Regions from separate parts of the Mus musculus genome. Here all the other regions are linked to region 3. A link is a contact called in public Hi-C and HiChIP or PLAC-seq data. All regions are on one chromosome and are shown on one strand. The core of a region is the stretch at or near the end of the contact, and the rest is flanking DNA. Distances in the headings are between cores, read along the strand shown. Region 1 holds the start of Klf1 (Kruppel-like factor 1 (erythroid)). Region 2 holds the start of Tnpo2 (transportin 2 (importin 3, karyopherin beta 2b)). Region 3 holds the start of Gipc1 (GIPC PDZ domain containing family, member 1). Region 4 holds the start of Ier2 (immediate early response 2).

Region 1 (2,700 bases), core at 122-2,621, 1.2 Mb after region 3:
TTTCTTTTAAAGTTAATACGGTGCAAGCACTCCATGAAGCTAAGTCCCCAGCACTGTTTTACCCTTGTTGTCGTCTTTCGAGACAAAGACTATGTAGCCCTGGTTGTCCTGGAACTTATTATGTAGACCAAACAGACCTTTCAAATTCATAGAGATCCACCAGCCTCTGCTTTCCAAGTGCTGGGATTAAAGGCATCACTACCATGCCTGACTAGGTACCATTTTCTATAATGGATCTGATGTCCCCTATGGACACCGAGCAATGATGGTGTATGTGTGATATTATTGTACCCGTGACACCCCATTTCCCTACCCTGACTCATAGGGCACCAGAATAGAAGTATGGGAATAGCAGGCCATCTATCATGGGGTCCCGCACACAATGAGCCGTTAGGCAGAGTCAGGGCTGAGCTCTTCTGAACGGCATACTAGCTGCAGCTCCATCTATGGGTCCTAGCCCACCACACTGTAAACTTCCTAGCCATCCCCTTCAGCTCCATGCAGTAGCCAGTGAGGGTCCTCAGAGCCCCAGAGTGGGCTGATTTGAGGGGACTCCTTTTGCTAAACAGCTCAGACCTCAACACAACAGAGCAATTCAAAGCTAAAATAATTTGTGGCACCAACCCCCAGCTCTTCTGCTCAAGGAGGAACAGAGCTATGGTTGTTCTGGGCCCCCTACCTGATAGCGGCCTGAAACATCTGGTGTGTCTGATAATGCCTGAAAGGGAGCCGGTGCCAAGGCCCGCCACTAGCACCGTTGCTGCTGTTGTCTGGGAGAGTAAGGACTGCAGTGGTCTCCATGGGGGTCAAAGGGTCCCAAAGACCTTTCCCAAGAAATCTATCCTTCCTGGTCCACTCCTTGGAGAGAGACTTGAAACCAAACCAGAGGGGTCTTCTCAGTCCTGTGGGAGGTGGGGTGGGGGTGGGGAGCAGCGACCAGGACTTTTCTTTACCCAACCTGAATCCTAAAACTTTGAAGCCCCTATTCCTTGACATCTGATTGACTTTACATACAGGGTTGGTTTTCAGGGACCAGTTTGAAAACAGGCCAGGGTGAGGTCTATTCCTTGAAAGTGACACATCACAACTTTAATCCCAGCACTCAGGAGACAGAGGTAGGCAGATGTCTGTGAGTTCTAGGCCAGCCTGGTCTACATAAGCCAGTCCAGGACAGCCAGGGCTCAGTTACACAGAGAAACCCTGTTTCGAAAACCTTAAAAAAAAAAAAAAAGAAGCACACCACACACATATCGCACACACCCCTCCTTTGCCGTTTTGCTTTGCCTGGGTCTTATCAGGGAAGACAGCCAATCAGATGTGGGCAGACAGGAGCCCTCCAAGAAACTTTCCTAGCCTCATAGCCCATGAGGCAGAAGAGAGAGAGGAGGCCTGAGGTCCAGGGTGGACACCAGCCAGCCATGGCCTCAGCTGAGACTGTCTTACCCTCCATCAGTACACTCACCACCCTGGGACAGTTCCTGGACACCCAGGAGGACTTCCTCAAGGTGGGGCCAGTGTGAGTGTGTGGGAGGGGGCAGGTGGTCTTGCATAGGGCATAGTGCTTAGGGGTGGGGCGTCTATCTTACTTTAATATCCTCTGCTCTGTTTTTTGGGGGTGGAGGAGTGGGAGAGCCTCTGAGCCTTGTTTGGGGGAGATGTTCTAGGGGTCTGAGATCAAGGTGAGGCCTATTTCTCCAACAGGAAGCAGAATTCTAAGCTCTATATCTTAAGAGACTAGGCTCATAGAGACAAAGGTCCAGATAAAGGTGTCCTGGGATTTCCAGGCTTTGAGCTGTAATTTTCTGGGCTATGTGAAGACAGGGAAAGGCTAGGGAAAACGGAGTCGAAGCTGTCCCCTTTGACTCAGAACTCTGCAACCCCTTCTCCCATCCTGAATACTATTCTTGGTAAGTGTCTTAGCTGTCTCTAGCAAGACCTAATGGAGTTGTCTGGAGCTGAGAAAGGGGTTAGGGGAACCGTGTGGGTAAATGACAGGCACCAACGGTGTTTCCAGCCAGGGTTGTTTGAGGGCCAGGTACCCAGTGCCTACCATTCAAGCAGTACGCTCCCTCCCGCAGTGGTGGCGGTCTGAGGAGACGCAGGATTTGGGGCCGGGGCCCCCGAATCCCACGGGGCCGTCCCATCACGTGAGTCTGAAATCGGAGGACCCTTCCGGAGAGGACGATGAGAGGGACGTGACCTGTGCGTGGGACCCGGATCTTTTCCTTACAAACTTTCCAGGTTCCGAGTCTCCCGGCACTTCCCGGACCTGTGCCCTGGCGCCCAGCGTGGGGCCAGTGGCACAGTTCGAGCCGCCTGAGTCTCTGGGCGCCTATGCGGGTGGCCCAGGGTTGGTGACTGGGCCTTTGGGCTCCGAGGAGCACACAAGCTGGGCGCACCCGACTCCGAGACCCCCAGCCCCTGAACCCTTCGTGGCCCCTGCCCTGGCCCCGGGACTCGCTCCCAAGGCTCAGCCCTCGTACTCCGACTCGCGAGCGGGCTCCGTAGGGGGCTTCTTCCCGCGGGCGGGGCTTGCGGTGCCCGCAGCTCCAGGCGCCCCCTATGGGCTGCTGTCGGGATACCCCGCGCTGTACCCCGCGCCACAGTACCAAGGCCACTTCCAGCTCTTTCGCGGGCTCGCGGCGCCTTCTGCTGGTCCCACGGCGCCCCCTTCCTTCTTGAATTGTCTGGGACCTGGGA
Region 2 (2,700 bases), core at 56-2,555, 1.4 Mb after region 3:
GCCTTGTTTTATTTTAGAAGTTATTGCCAGGGGCTGAATAAGATGACTCAGCGATTAAGTGCACTTGTTGCTTTGCTACAGGACCCTGGTTTTGAGTGCCAGCAATCGTATATGGCAGCTCACAACTGTCTTGTAGCTCTAGTTCCAGGAGATTCAACACCTGACTGTCTCGTCAGAAACGTGATGCAGACATAAATGCAGGCAAAACAAACATAAATCCGGTGGCGCATGCCTTGAATCCCAGCACTTGGGAGGCAGAGGCTGGCGGATTCTCAGTTCGAGGACAGCCTGGACTACAGATTGAGTTCCAGGACAGCCAGAGCTACACAGAGAAACCCTGTCACGAAAAACAGAACAAAAAATGGCCACGTGTTATTTTTCAGTCCCATGTAAAAAGTGTTTAAACAGCATTGAACAATAACAGGACAGTTGCTCTAGTAAAATCCAGCACCGCCAGCTGCCTGCCCTGCTCTTTACGTCGGTGTAGTGCTGTTTAGGGGAGCGAAAGAGAAAGTTACATTTTAACCCCCTCCCCCAGTTTCTCTGTGTAGCCTTGGCTGTCCTGGAACCAGTTCCATAGATCAGGGAGTGCTGGGGTTAAAGGGGTGCGCCGCCACTGCCCGGCTTCATTTTAACTTATTTTTGATCAAAGGGTTTTGTGATGTAGCTTTCCTGGCACCAGAGGGGTCTACTGTTGCCTTATTCCCTATCCCTGCCCTCCCTCCCTCCCAATCCAGTTCTGAGGCACGCCGGACTGCGGAACAGTTTAAATTTTAGGGAGTTGTAGTAAGGACACGGTTAGCTGTAGTTGAAGGATTCCTAGGTCCATTACACACCGAAAACACCCATGCACTACTAAATTTCTAGCTCCAGCAAAATCTGCAACTCAGTGGGGCTGGGGCCAGTTAAGAGTACTGTGGGCTCTCGTAGAGGACCCAGGTTTGATTTCAGCATCCACATGGCTCACCACCACCAGCTTCACAGGCATCCAATGCAATCTTCTGATCCCCACGGCACTGCGCGCACATGGTTCAGACAAAAATACCAATATACGTTAAAGAAGAAAGAAGAAAGCTGCAGTAAGGAAAAGGAAACGAGACGCTGGGAGGACCTAATGGCAAGAGAGGCCTAGAGGCGGTACTTATTCTCTCACGTGACTCAACTTGGCCAGGGCCACTCTGTGCCAGATCACGTGTGAGTGCTTCGCTCTCCGATTGGCTTTGGTAGGCCAGTTTGAACGGCGTACGGAAGCCGAAATTGTTCATTTCGGCCGCGTTTAATTTTTTTTTTTTTTTTTTTTTTTTAATTCCCTGCCTCTGGCTCCCTCCTTCCGCGCGAGCCTCTGGAGAAGCTGCAGCACTTAGGCGCCGCCGCTGCCTCCCGGGGCCTGGTAGGTGGGCCTCGCTCGGCCGGGGCCCCTTGGCTTCAGCTCGCCTCGAACCTCCCTGGGTTCTGGGCCTGCGCCGCGCGCCGCCCAGGCGTCGGGGTCGCGCCCGGCTGAGAGGCGGGGTACCGGGTTGGGCCAGCTCTCGAGGCCGGCAGAACGGGCCGGGCGGGGGAGGGGGAGCTGATCTGATCTCAAGGGGTGGGGCCTCGGCGCCCGGGCAGGTTCGGGTGCCACGAGATGCGGGCCAGTGGGGCGGCTGGGGTCGGGCTGGAGGGGCGCTGATTGGGGGAATCGTCGGGGGACGTCGCGTGGATCGGGTGTGTGTGGGGATCTGTTTCGGCGGGGCTTGGTTGGGTCTGATTCGGGGGAGACAGCCTTGAAAGTTGAGAGGGGAAGGTTGTTTAGTCCTAATAGGGAGGGGCGTCAGACTTGAGACCAGAGGGCTTTGCTGAGTCTGGCTGCGAGGCGGTGGTGGGATCCGTTGAGGGTAGCGCACCGGGCGGGTGTTTGTGCGGGACTCTGTAAGGGAAGCTGCAGGGATTGGACGGATGGGGTCTCCGACGTGAAGTGATCGGGGGTGAGGGGGTGGGAGGGGGCTTAGGGGAATTTGATTGGGGGAGCTGCCAGAGGTCCGTCAGCATTAATTCCTGCTGACTGGGGCGGAGGGTAAGAGCTAGAGAAGCTTGGCCAGATCTGATTGGGGGCAGGCAGCGGGCATTGGGGGCTTTGGTCGTGGGTTGGGTGATTCTGACTGGCTCTCATTCAAAGAGACATTGGAAACCTATCGGGTATTGCTTGTATTCTGGTTAAGGAGGGTCACAGGGCCGCGTCTAGGTCAGAAAGGGGGCCATGTGGCGTCTACTGAGCTTGTAGAGCCGGTTTAGAAGAGGGAGCAGGGATGAGCAAGATCTGGGCGCTTAGGGACCTAGAGGAGCTCAGAAATCTAGGAGGCGGCTGGCATCTAGTGGAGCTGGAAGGCTGGATTTTGGGGAAGGGAATCCTCGTGGACTGAGCCTTCACCTGAAAGACCGCTGGGGCGGGGCCCCTCGCCCTGGAGGGAGGCGGAAGCCGTGAGGCCCGTAACCGGGGGCGGCGGTGGCGTGGATCGCTTTGGAAAGAGGGTTCCTCGTTAGGCTCGATGTGGATCCGTCGCGCCCCCGCCGCTGGTCCTGATGGCCCGCTTTTATATTCCCCCCACTCGCACTCCCGAGCCCGCGACTGCGTGGCCGAGGATGGCTTAGCTGGCGGGGACCCCGCACTTGGACAGGCGCGGATTGGAGGCCTCCGCTTCTCGGCGGAGAGCGCTTGCGTCT
Region 3 (2,700 bases), core at 32-2,531:
CCTCTCTCTCTCTCTCTCTCTCTCCTCCCTCCCTCTCTCTCTGTTCCTCCCTCTTTCTCCCTCCCTTCTCTCTTCCTCACTCTCTGCGTGTGTATGTGTGTGTGTGGGGGGTTAAAAGGTAAGAAAGTGGGGGCTGGAGAGATGGCTCAGCAGTTAAGAGCACTGACTGCTTTTCTGAAGGTTCTGAGTTCAAATCCCAGCAACCACATGGTGGCTCACAACCGTCTGTAATGACATCTGATGCCCTCTTCTGAAGACAGCAACAGTGCGCTTAGATATAATAATAAATATAATATAAATCTTTTTTTAAAAAAAAGGTAAGAAAGTGGATGACAAAGTGTACGCACAGTAAACTCAGAGTTAGATGGAGATAAACTCATAAAAGGGAAGCAGGAGAAGTGACTTGAAGGTAGATTGTCAGCCTAGCATCCACCAGTAACAGTGCCTCAACCTTGAGCACTTGACCCAATAGCTGATCCTCCAAGAGGAGGAGGAACTGGGCCTACGTTCAACCTTAGAGCACCTAGAAGAACGAAGGAGAAGGGGGAGAAAGAGTCCATTGTCCCTGAGGGTAGAAGCCTGGACTGGTTGGTCACTAGCTTCGATTCCGTACAGTAGGTGCTCAATTGACAAGTCGAGTGTTCTACTGTTCTGATACGTTCCATAGAGTCTTACACAATTTTGCTTGCGAAGTGCTCTGCAGCTCTCTGTGCAGCTTCGGAGCCTTTGCACACCCTGTATCTAACATTGTGTATACTCCATCCTTGTGTCTATAGAGACAGGACCGAGCCTGGTACCAGGCAGGGGCACTTAAATATTGAAAGACTGAATGAATGCGCGATCGCCTTTGTCTATTGTGTAGAGTGGAAGAAGCGGAGACACGCGGGACCCTCCCTATTCACTGTGGTCCACCCTCTGGAATCAAAGCATCTTTCTGGGAGGGAAGAGGGGCTTGGGGCTGCCCTCCAGCCTCTCGCTGACCTCTCAAAAACCGCGCTTTCCTGGATACAGAACTCAGTCCTCCAAACCCGGTCATCTGACTCTCGCTGCCAGCTCCCCCGCCGTCTCCCAACCCTTGCAGCCTCACAATGGTTCAGCCCTTCCCTATTTAGAGCGAGTAAGGTTGGACCACTGCTCGCACAATGGGGGGAGCCCGAGGCGCGGCGGAGGGATCCCTCTGGAGCGTTCCGACGGGAGGCGCCCATTGGTCGCGAGTGCACACGGCCGTCGCTGATTAGTCCGCCCGGGACGCCGGCCCCGCCCAAGTCCCGGAGGCCCAGGGAGAAGCCGGGCGGAGTTTCGAGAGGACCGAGCAGGGCGCGCGCGGTGGCGGCGGCGCAGGTGAGTGTCCCCCGCCCGGGGGGCGGCCTCCAGGGCGTGGAGCCGTGGCGGTGGGGTGGAGCTGGCCGCGTCGGGACCCCAAACACGGACCCCTCCCCGCTGGCCGGGCCTCCCGTCCGCCTCTGCTCTCTGCTCCCAGGACGCTCCCTGTTGGTGGTGGGTCAGTGTTCCCGACCCTTCCCAGGCCTCTTCCCAAAGCTGGCTGGGGGGAACACCGAGACCCAGGTCGGGATAACAGTAACAACCGCAGCACTAGTTTAATGACTCCCCCTCGCAAGCCCGGATCGGTGTTTCCTCGTCCGGCGCTTATGCTGCACAGCTCAGTTGAATCAAAACACCCTCCTGGGAGGGGTTATTAACTTGTTTTAGAAGTGAGGCACTAGTGCCAGAGAGGTGGAGTAACTTACTCAAGGTCACACAGCTAGTAAATGACCCATGGGGCTTAGGGACCCGTATCCTTTGAGTCCAGAAACTAGTCCCAGAGATCAGCCCCTAGACTCACGCCCACCGCCACCCCCATATTCACTTCGGAGCCGCACCTGCTGGGTTTTGCTTTCCTCTCCTCGCCCACGGGTCACTAGACAGCTTCCAGGTTGCCCTCGTGTCCCTTCTCTGAGCTGGAGAGGCAAGGCCCAAATACCATGGGTCGTTTAACCCCATTTCCTTTCCACCTACCCTGTCCACTCTCCACTGTTAAAGGGATGACTGGAAGTATAGAGACTTGGTGTCTGGGGAGCGCGGGGGCTACAGGCGGCCAAGACCGGTCAAGCTGTGCATTCACGCCCCTCAGCCCCCGCCCCGGAAACACTGGAGAGATGAAACCTTCAGGATCCGGTTTTTCAAGAATGAATCAGAAGCTCCTGCCTTCCTCCCCGAAGCAATGCTGTGCCCGGGGTTAGGAGGGAGGGACGACCGGGGCAGGTGTGGTGTCCCCTAAGCCAGGCGTTATCTGAGCCCCTGGAACAACCCGTTTCCTGCTCCCCCCACTTGGCTTTTCTGTGACTGCGGGGGTTGCAGAGTTTCAGGCCCTTTTTGGGATGAGAGTGCTGGACTCCGGAAATCCATCCAACCCACTTCCCTTCAGCTCCTTGCAGACAGACTGGAGAGACGCACACACTTAGCTCTCTAGCAGTCATGTTGTGGGGGTTTGAACCACAGGCAGTCGGGGATGTAAGACATTCATTCTACAATTCAGCCCTTGTGGAACCCGACCGAGGTTTCACACGCTAGGCAGGTGCCCTACGCCTGAACTACACACCCATCACCTACAGATACTGAGCAGCCACTGTGCCTGACAGCATATTTTGCTTAGAGGACTCCAAACACGGGACAGAATTTCCTGCAGTCTGGTAGGGAACA
Region 4 (2,700 bases), core at 25-2,524, 1.0 Mb after region 3:
TCAACTCTGATCGCAGATTTGATTGGTTCAGTTCAGGCTCACCCACAGCAGCCTGTGGGGGCGAGGTGACTCAAGTCACTTCCCAGTCCCTAGGGCGGGTCCACACCCTGGCCTCCTCCCAGGCCCCACACCCACGCAAGGCAACAGGAAGCACCCGCGTCTGTCCCATGACGCAACTCTGACCGCTTGCACAAGCGTGCCCACTTGTAGGGGCCGAAACGCGAATGGTAGTGAAACGGCCTTGAAAGGGCAGCCTGGCCCCTAGAGAGTTCGACCCTGAGATTCAAGATCTAGGTGTCCCTTCTCCAAGCCAAGGAAGGGACAGTCCTTTAATAGCACCTATGGACGCACGTCTGGGAGAAGGCGCCCGCGCCCCTCGCTCCTCAGTCCTTCCCCTGGCCTCTCGGCAGCTCGGGCCGCGGCTCTTCTTCACGGCCCCCGCCGGCCTTCGCCTCGGGTGTGCGTTCTCCGCTCCGGTGGCGCCGCTCGAAAGAAGCCACCAGAGCTCTCAGAAGGCCACCACAGCTCGCACCAGCACGTTGAGCATATTGTCGGCCGGGCGGCAGGCTGGCTTGGCCTCGCACGTGGGGGGCGTCGGCGGGGGCACGGCGGGTCCACAGTTCAGGAGACTGGAGAAGCGCCTTTGGAGGACGCGGGCGAGGTTAGGGAAGGCACCTTCGCTTTGTGCCGGAGGAAGCTGCAGGCGATCGGGAACCTCCGACGTCGCCTCCCCCTCCACCTCTTCTAGACGGGCCTTCTTGCTTGGTACCAGTCCGGCATCACTACCGTCGCTCAAATCGCTGCTGCTCCGGCGCTTGCGGCTGACTCTAGCGGGGGGCGGGTCACAGAGCGCAGGGGTCTCCTGGACTCGCAGCACTTCCTCTTGCGTATCCATGGGCTCCGGAGGCTGCACGGCTTCGGGGGACGCTACTTCCACTGCAACTTCGGCTTCCCGCGGCGGGTGCAGGCGAGGGTCAAGAGCCCTGCGGGATGGCGGGAACTCGGGCTGGTGGGCTTCTACCTTGGCTGAGAGGTAGACCTCTCGAGCGCTGCGCATAACGAGGGACAGCTGCAGACTCCGGTGGAGTCGCAAGCCACCTCGCTGCATGCGAGAGTGGTACATCTTCCATACCGACAGAGTCATGATGCGCTGCGCTTCTTTCTGTACTTCCATGCTTGTTCGACGAGAGTAGTTAAGTCGAGAATGGGTTAAGACGGGCGGTGCAGCCCAGACGACAAGCTTACAGCAGCAGGTACTCTGCTAGACGTTCGGGCGAGGGCAGCAAGCCGGAGCCTTTTAATATACTGAGAGTGACGTCACTGCAACACCACGCCCAACCAGAGGGCCTCATCCGGGCTTTCCACAGTGGCTAGCGAGTCCTTAAAGCAATAGGGATAAATTTACGCCTCGAAGGAAAAAGGACTTAACTACTGCAAGGAAGAACTTCCCCACTGCACCTTAAGACACTAGGTTCTGGGTTCTCAGAGTCACCAACGGGCCAGAGGATGAGGCCCACCAACGAGACGGATAGTGGGCGGTAATCTGACTGCAGTGGGGAAAACCCGGGACCGGGGTACATTCCCCGAGGGCACCGTTCATCTTGCCTACCAGCCTGCTAATTAATATTTTTTGAACAGTAAAAACGCTGCTACTTATTAAGCAGTTACTACACGCCAGTTACTACAGTGTTGAACTTTCTCTTTTTATTCAATGTCTCTGATCTCTCACCTCCACTCCATAGAAGATACAGTTTTCCAGGTGAGAAATAGGCAGCCACCTGACCAATATTTACTAAACGAATGATTATATGATTATACTATGGCGAAAGGATCAACTAAAGCCTGCAGCCCTTCTATCTCCACCTTTCTGGACATGGGTGGAAAGTGGGCACGGACACTGTACCCCGTAACCACAGATATCCACCACCTCACGACTGCTCTTTACTTTCAGCGTTAAAGATCTCCCAGTTTTCCGCAACCCAGTGGCATGGAAGTCCCAATGTCCATAGGGCCTGCGATCTTCCCTTGTCAATAGAGCAGTTTTCTGCCTTCATGCCCTCGTGAACGGAATTACTCCAAGAAAGACAGATATCTGGGTCGAGATGGCACAGTGGGTGGAGCCACTTGTTGCCAAGCCTAACGAACTCAGTTCGATTCCCGGTCCCACCGGTCCCACGCCGTACAAGAGAACAGACTTCTATACGATGTCTCACACACACACACACACACACACACACACACACACACACACACACACACACACACACACACACACACAGTAACAAAGAAAAGAAAAAAAGAAGTCGGTTCCACTTTGCATCACTTCCCAAGAAAAACTTGCTTCTAGTTGCAGAAGGGAGAAAAATTCAAATAACCCCTTTCATTTGCTGTGCAGGCCCTTTAAGAAACACCCCCTGCCAGCGGGCAGACTTCCCGCCACTGCAGCCGGCCGACTTCCCTGGCTAAATTTGGATGTAATGACGTAGGTTGGCGCCGCGAACCACTTCCGGATGCCCATATAAGAACAAGGGCAGCCGGTCTTAGCCCGAGGAGAGGGCTTCCGGGGCGGGGCCCCTTCCATCGGCGAGCACGCCCCTCCAATCCAGCCCTCAGGAGCCTAACTAAGTGTTGTCTCGGGTCGTTCGAGTCTGTTTGGTGCTACAGTTCTTTGGACAGTCTGCACGGCGTCCCGGAGAGAAC

Evidence for each region. Hi-C and Micro-C count contacts between places; a contact is called where the count stands out from the background. HiChIP or PLAC-seq counts read pairs in DNA pulled down with a chosen protein or histone mark.
Region 1: a contact with region 3 is called in a Hi-C map of muscle stem cells, with 6 times the contacts expected there. The contact joins the promoter of Klf1 here to the promoter of Gipc1 in region 3. A contact is called at or near these places in 2 of 39 promoter capture datasets (embryonic stem cells and pre-B cells), 2 of 484 Hi-C or Micro-C datasets (B cells and muscle stem cells) and 1 of 9 other capture datasets (liver).
Region 2: an H3K27ac HiChIP or PLAC-seq map of bone marrow-derived dendritic cells shows a contact between it and region 3, with 7 times the contacts expected there. The contact joins the promoter of Tnpo2 here to the promoter of Gipc1 in region 3. A contact is called at or near these places in 2 of 39 promoter capture datasets (hippocampal neurons and liver) and 2 of 115 datasets of contacts at active chromatin or transcription factors (astrocytes and bone marrow-derived dendritic cells).
Region 4: an HNF4G HiChIP or PLAC-seq map of pancreatic cancer cells shows a contact between it and region 3. The contact joins the promoter of Ier2 here to the promoter of Gipc1 in region 3. A contact is called at or near these places in 1 of 484 Hi-C or Micro-C datasets (B cells), 3 of 115 datasets of contacts at active chromatin or transcription factors (double positive thymocytes, pancreatic cancer cells and thymic regulatory T cells) and 1 of 9 other capture datasets (macrophages).

Annotation. Positions count from the first base shown.
Region 1 is chr8:84,900,611-84,903,310 of GRCm38.p6, forward strand. It overlaps Klf1 (Kruppel-like factor 1 (erythroid)), which reads left to right and starts at 1,372. Exons shown (of 3, transcript NM_010635.3): 1 at 1,372-1,505; 2 at 2,079-2,700. The coding sequence starts at 1,419.
Region 2 is chr8:85,035,588-85,038,287 of GRCm38.p6, forward strand. It overlaps Tnpo2 (transportin 2 (importin 3, karyopherin beta 2b)), which reads left to right and starts at 1,306. Exons shown (of 25, transcript NM_001364032.1): 1 at 1,306-1,390.
Region 3 is chr8:83,651,397-83,654,096 of GRCm38.p6, forward strand. It overlaps Gipc1 (GIPC PDZ domain containing family, member 1), which reads left to right and starts at 1,282. Exons shown (of 7, transcript NM_018771.3): 1 at 1,282-1,341.
Region 4 is chr8:84,661,578-84,664,277 of GRCm38.p6, forward strand. Ier2 (immediate early response 2) reads right to left here and starts at 1,275. Exons shown (of 1, transcript NM_010499.4): 1 at 1-1,275. The coding sequence starts at 1,174. The coding sequence ends at 509.